Regions from separate parts of the Oncorhynchus mykiss genome. Here region 2 is linked to region 1. A link is a contact called in public Hi-C data. All regions are on one chromosome and are shown on one strand. The core of a region is the stretch at or near the end of the contact, and the rest is flanking DNA. Distances in the headings are between cores, read along the strand shown. Region 1 holds the start of LOC110491669. Region 2 holds the start of becn1 (beclin 1, autophagy related).

Region 1 (3,617 bases), core at 418-2,917:
CTGTCCTGAGGTGTCAGTGTCCTGCAGTCTTTCTGTTTGTCCTTGAGCAGAGTTGTATCTTTTGTCATCCTTGGTGGCCTCAGCTTTAAGGGAATGGACATCTTTTGAGGTCTGTGAATTGAAAAGTCTCAGCAGACACTTGGTCAGGATTTGGACGTCTGTGTAGCGACCTTTGAAAGTGCAGAGGTCAGCATGAACGTGAAAGGTGCATTTTATGTCGCAGGCATTTTTGAGGATGTCAGATATCGATGTTTTGCCCCCATTCAATTTGCTGTAGTCCACTGTCACAGCTGTGTCCACAAAGAGCTGAAAGATTGAATTAAGAAGAGTGAGACTAGGATTTTACTAAAAAGATGAGATGTTTAGATGGTTTATTCGCAACGCTTACCTCATCTGGGTCCATTTCTTTGCTGTGCAAACTCACACTTAGCTCATATTGCTTGTCATTCACTGATAATGTGTGATTCTGATGTTCAACCACTCTCCGAGCCACTGCGTGTCATGTAGAATTTTTAAAAAGACAACAAATATTACGTTCACGTTAAACTCCTCAAGGACACACTGTATGCTACCTGAATATGCATTATAGGGTGTGCTCTATAGGATGTCCCTTATCAAGATAATTGCATGTCAGACCCATCAATCAGATAAATCAGATATGTGTGGTATACACACAAAACATCTTGTAATTTTCAGTACTTTTCCTCTTAAGGTTCTCTATGTTTTACTTATTATACTATCTACTTCCTTCATATTTTTCCCAAGCCCACCGATGACCTCTAACCTTCACTGTCCTCAAAGGTAATGAAGGCAGAGCCAGGCGTTGTCTTGGAAACCGTGACAGATGAAATGTCCCCTCCTCCATTCCTCTTCCGCAGGAAATGAATGTGGAGCTTGTCGATCAGTCTGTTTTTACTGATATCTAGGGGTAACCCACACACTCGGACCGTTCCACCCTCCTTCGCCATCCTTGTTATTTATCTGTAAGCATAGGCAAGGCCAAGGACATCCACAGTGAACAATGTTTTGCCAAATGATGAAATTGCAATCACTGATCACAACCTAATCAATTCAACCGTTTTGAAAGCGTATACAGTTATAATAGCAACTCAGAAAGCGTTCATTCTTTTCAGTATTGAAACCCTCAGGTTTCAGTCATTTCAATATCATATTATCAATGATTCTGACACGTAAATGTATACATTTACAATACATTTTTATTGCGGAAATAATTTCAGAACAAGACTACGTTAGGCAGGCCTGAATAACTGCTTCCATACATGCTGTGCGCAAAGATATGAACAAATCATAAAGCAATCTGTCTGTGTAAATCACTCCATGTTTAATTTAAAAAAAAGTTAACTATGTTGATTTGCATTGCTGGTAATTCAAGTCATGATGTTGTGGCTCGAAAAATATAGGCCAACCCATTACCTGGATAAGAGCCACATATGATATATCCTAATGCACCTTCAGACCTACTAGGCCTACAACATTGCAAATATATTTGATATTTGAGCACTTTATTAAAATCTTTGGATATTACCTTTCTTTTGTGTGCGTTTGTCCTAGATTCAAATATGAAACGTGATATGTTATCAGAGCAAAATGACGAACTATTGCTTGCAAATCTGAGAGAGGATTATTCTCGGTTCTCAAGAAATGGAAAGTGAAAGGACTGCGTGAATGAGTCAATGATGGCGTCAAAAACATAAAAACAGCAACTATTTTTAGTGAGAACAGAAAGGGGAACATTAGCGTTATCAAGTTCCCATTCGAAGTTTTTAGATACATTTTTGGGGGAATATTATTATTATTTTTTTTTAATACATCAAAGTACAATTTCCTCGACGGTAAAATAACTGACACGGTGTGAGCACACCTACCACAAGAGGTCGCCATTACATCACGGAAAGCTAATGATGGGCTCAATTCCAATGATTTATATATACACTAGATAATTCTATACACCAATTGGGGGCGCTGTGTTGAAGTCACGGTGCCTCCATCTTGGCACTCCCACCCATTACAAAAAATATTTTGGAAGCCATAGAAATGCTTTTATTAATGTCTACATTCGTCTTGACACTTTTATTCTATTACAGAAATCATAATACATACTTTTAAATTATATTATGTGAGCAAACAGTAAAATTGTCCTTAAAGTATACTTTTTTGAGATTTAAAGTATCATTTTTGATATTACTAATGTTACTGTCCCACTAAAACAAAAGGAAATATTTAAATACATGTAATTTTGAAACATTTAATTGAAATACTGTAGAATCCATTAATTCCTATGGAGGACTGCTCCTACTGGGGAATGACAAAATGGCCGACAGGTGGCTTCAAAGCCACTCGATGACCAATACATACAGCAGCATCAGCAATCCAGGGTTTATCATTGCTCAATTCACCCCCAGTGTCTACAGTGATGCACAAAAACAGTCCACAGGAAGCCAGAAGTTAAATACAATTCCATTTCAACTTTCTGTGCAGGTGAGCAGGAAGCTTGGTCATGATGAGGTTGGAAGTTTGAAACAAAATATATAGATTCGATTTTTATTTAGTCACCTGCAATGTACAGTGAAATTCTTAAGCTCTGAGCTCCAACAGTGCAATTGTGAATGAAACAATGAAACAAACAAATGTGTAATAATAACATATGTTCACATTTGTGACATTGATAAATATTAATGTCCATTGGGGTGTGGGCAGGGTAATTGGGGAGGGGGGGGGGGGGGGGTAGTGGTGGTATCTGCTAAATGACTCAAATGTAAATGTGTTCAGCATGATAAGTGTCCATTGGGGTGGGGGCAGGGTTGAGGGGAGAGAAAGTCTCCAAATTGTGAAATGCAGGGAGTCACCACCTTCTTGTGCCTTCTTCACCATTGTGTCTGTGTAGTTTGTCCATTTCAGCTCCTCAGAGATGAACTTTTGTAGGTCTCCACGGAGGCCCCTTTGATAAGGATGGAGGCGTGCCCATCCTGGTTCCTCCTGAAGTCCAATCAGTTCATTTGTTTGGCTGACATTGAGGGAGAGGTTCTCTATGTGATCAAGTGTTACATAAAGTGTTCTGTCAAACTGTCTAGTAGTCATTTTCTCATAGCATCAGAAAAGTTGTCTTAAAATCTTTGTTTGCCAAAAGGCTCCTGCTTTTTTGTTTGATCTTTAGATCTCAATTTATGACATTGAAAGAGCCTAAGAAGGTTCACTGAAACCCTTCCAACCTAAGAACTTGAGTTCCATTGACGATTAATAGTCAATATACTGTACTGTGGCCTACCATTGAACAACCTTGACCAGCACTCAATGGAGTTGTTGGCAGAGCTTGTACAATGGCACTATGTTCCACCACTTCGATGGCTGAGAACAGAAGATACAGGAGATCTATAAAACAGATTACTGTGGCCCACATGGGTACTGTTACCATGATAATGTGTGTAGGTCACGAGTGTTGCACATACATGAACAAACATAGGCACGCTGTGTTCCAACTCTACACAAATGCCATGAACTACCATTGTATAGTTTTTCAATTCTTCTACCATACGTCAGTAGGCTACAGAGGTCTACTATGCTTTATTGACACATTTTCTCATATGGTGTTTTTCTTC
Region 2 (3,549 bases), core at 223-2,722, 150 kb before region 1:
ACTCCATCTTGCTTTGTTTCCACAAAGGTTTCCTGGAGGAAGAGAGGAAAATCAGAACCCCTGTCGGTGTTTAAAACTCAATTTCTATGAAGGATATTGCTGTGAAACCTGGTTTCAAAACTATCTTTCCATTGGATTGAATAAACCCAGTGTCTCACCTCTGGAGCACTTTCCGCCTCATTGCTTTCTGTCTGCTTGCTTGGTGTCACTGTGACCAGAGGAGCTGATGGGACAGAAGACACACAGACTCACAACGCCGATCTCTGTCTCTTCCTCTGTAGCGCTCTCCAAAGCATGCGCACACACAACCACACACACGCTCTCTCAAACATACACTCAGGTAAACATACCAATAAGTTCCTGGATGGTGACACGGTCGAGCACATTGAAGGATGTATCCAGCTTTAGAGGCTGACTGCAGCGCTGACACACAAAGCTGACCTGCATGGTGGTACTAGAGGACTTGGAGCCCTCCATAACAACACTGGAAACAGAATTAGCAGGGTTAGCCGGCGGGAAAACTACTCGTGACTGGTGGTTTTGCTGGCAGTTTAGCTTACCCCATTCATGGACGCCAACTACTTTTGCGACTACTGACTGGGTGAATTTAGTTAAGAACCCCGATGCTTGCCCTAAACATTAACAGGAATCGCTTGCGGTACTGTTTTGGAAACTTAAGCTACATAACGTTACCTTTTATATCAGCGAGAAATAATTGTCAAAAAACAAAAGGTAAAAGACTACACCTGTATAGCGTTAGGGTTATTACCACACTGCCATGTTACCGTGTTTGTTGACGGAAAACAGACAGTGGACTGACTATCTGTGTTAATAAACTATCTGCGAACACTTGTGTGTAAAGGGAAGAGGTTGCCACAAACGTGGGGTGTAATCATTAGTCCAAATAGATGCAAAACTTCAGTTCGATTGGACAAATTCAGGTAGGTCCCATCCCAGTTTCGTTCCGTTTAAGAAACTTTTTTTGCAAAAGAATCCGCGAAATGAATACATCCATGTAATGTTGTCATTGAAAAGGATTGTCGGCGGCAACTGCGTTAAAAACCGGTTAAAACAATGCACAACTGTGATATTATTTTTGATGTGATATGAAAGTAGAGGTATTTATTTATCTTTATAGAACCGTACCGCAATTGAGAATCGATTCATGTTTACATTCTGGCTTCCAGAGCCAATTCGCCGTTAAACAGAACATATACGGTCCGACCTTGGACTATAAGAAATAATGTTAGGCTCATTTAGAACATGATTGGGCTAATGTTAGCTAACAGTAGCCAGATGGCTAAAATACGGTACTAACTCGGCGGTTGAAAACAACACAGTGTCAGTAGCAAAGTCTCATATTTATTTATATTTCAACCACAGAAAGACTTAAGTATATCAAAATATATCTTTATTTGACATGACTTTAAGAGTTTTCTTACCATAGGACTTTATTGTTGTTTTTAACGGATATGACGCCTTTAAGATTGCTCGCGCAAGGAAGTTGTCATTCTTCAACGGGAAGGGTTGTGGTCACGCGCCAAAATAGTTGCGGGAAAACCAAACTGAATCCAGGAGAGAAGCAAGATACAGAAGTACTGTGAAGTTTTACTATTTTCTTCATTCACTCACTATATGTGTCAGGTGTAGTGTTATAATATGTATTTGCTCTATTGGTGATCTTATTTAAATTAAGCAGTCTCGTCATTCATTACATGATTATGCCTGTCTCCACTCAAAACTCAAGTTGTGTAATTGGCGTTAGCTAGCCACAGCAACAACATTGTGTAACGTTAGTGACCAGCCTGCAGTTGTTGTTAGCAAGCTAGCATGCAAGGACACTGACACACTAGTCTTAATATTTTTTATATATTTGGCACATTTTATTAACTCTTTACGAATAACAATAGATTGCTATTAGTTAACGTTACAACACTAACTAGTAGGAATGTAAGGGCTCGATTAAATCAGATCCGCTTCTTTAGCCAACATGAACATAGCGGTTGTTTTGAGGTGTTGGAGGTGGAACCGTTCAAAACAACTGGGAATTTGGAAGAAAACGAGCTCCGACTGGGAATAATCGTTTTGAATGGTCATCCAACTCGGGAACTCGATCCTATTTTTAGTGCTCCGACCTGAAGATCAATAGTGTCATAATTTGACCTCGTATTTTTCCGAGTTCCCAGTTGTTTTGAACGCGGCATTAGACCTGTCAAATCCACAAGTGGCTCCCGGAATTACAGCTAGAGCGGACATAGCCATTGGCTGCAGAGAGTTGCAAAAACAGAAATCCCATGCAGTCTTCTTTACACAAATTCGAACACTGGAATGTGAGATGTAATCTTCACCTGGATAAAGATGATAAAAACGTCATTATTTAGTTGAATGATTTTTCAATTTTAGCATTATTATTTATATATAGCTAACACGTTCTGGTTCTGAACTTCTAATGCCTAGTTCATTCATTGTAGGCACTGCATTACAGATGCCATTCATCTCTCTTGTGTCCTCTGAGATTCCCAAAGATTGGAAAGCAGCTGCGGTCATCCCCCTCTTGAAAGGGGGGGACACTCTTGACCCAAACTGCTACAGACCTATATCTATCCTACCCTGCCTTTCTAAGGTCTTCGAAAGCCAAGTCAACAAACAGATTACCAACCATTTCGAATCCCACCATACCTTCTCCGCTATGCAATCTGGTTTCAGAGCTGGTCTTGGGTGCACCTCAGCCACGCTCAAGGTCCTAAACGATATCTTAACCGCCATCGATAAGAAACAATACTGTGCAGCCGTATTCATTGACCTGGCCAAGGCTTTCGACTCTGTCAATCACCACATCCTCATCGGCAGACTCGATAGCCTTGGTTTCTTAAATGATTGCCTCGCCTGGTTCACCAACTATTTCTCTGATAGAGTTCAGTGTGTCAAATCGGAGGGCCTGTTATCCGGGCCTCTGGCAGTCTCTATGGAGGTGCCACAGGGTTCAATTCTTGGACTGACTTTCTTCTCTCTATACATCAATGATGTCGCTCTCGTCGTCAAACCCACTGGCTCCAGGTGAAACTGGAAACACTTATCCCCCTCACTAGCTTTAAGCACCAGCTGTCAGAGCAGCTCACAGATTACTGCACCTGTACATAGCCCATCTATAATTTAGCCCAAACAACTACCTTTATTTATTTATTTTGCTCCTTTGCACCACCATTATTTCTATCTCTATTTTGCACATTCTTCCACTGCAAATCTACCATTCCAGTGTTTATATATATAAAAAAAAACTTGCTATATTGTATTTACTTCGCCACCATGGCCTTTTTTGCCTTAACCTCCCTTACCTCACCTTATTTGCTCACATTGTATATAGACTCATTTTTCTACTGACTGTATGTTTGTTTTACTCCATGTGTAACTCTGTGTTGTTGTTCGTGTCGAACTGCTTTGCTTTATCTTGGCCAGGTCGCAATTGTAAATGATAACTTGTTCTCAACTTACCTACCTGGTTAAATAAAGGTGAAATAAATAGATAAAAATGTAAATTTGGACGTCCAC

The links. A called contact is a pair of places that touch in the nucleus more often than the background predicts.
Region 2: a Hi-C map of liver shows a contact between it and region 1, with 3 times the contacts expected there. The contact joins the promoter of becn1 here to the promoter of LOC110491669 in region 1. A contact is called at or near these places in 2 of 3 Hi-C or Micro-C datasets (blood and liver).

Annotation. Positions count from the first base shown.
Region 1 is chr16:23,397,446-23,401,062 of USDA_OmykA_1.1, reverse strand. LOC110491669 reads right to left here and starts at 1,667. Exons shown (of 6, transcript XM_021565291.2): 1 at 1,547-1,667; 2 at 785-981; 3 at 389-492; 4 at 1-306. The coding sequence starts at 968.
Region 2 is chr16:23,549,716-23,553,264 of USDA_OmykA_1.1, reverse strand. It overlaps becn1 (beclin 1, autophagy related), which reads right to left and starts at 1,472. Exons shown (of 11, transcript NM_001124429.1): 1 at 1,443-1,472; 2 at 351-484; 3 at 159-223; 4 at 1-32. The coding sequence starts at 477. It overlaps LOC110491673 (breast cancer type 1 susceptibility protein homolog), which reads left to right and starts at 1,469. Exons shown (of 21, transcript XM_036946563.1): 1 at 1,469-1,595.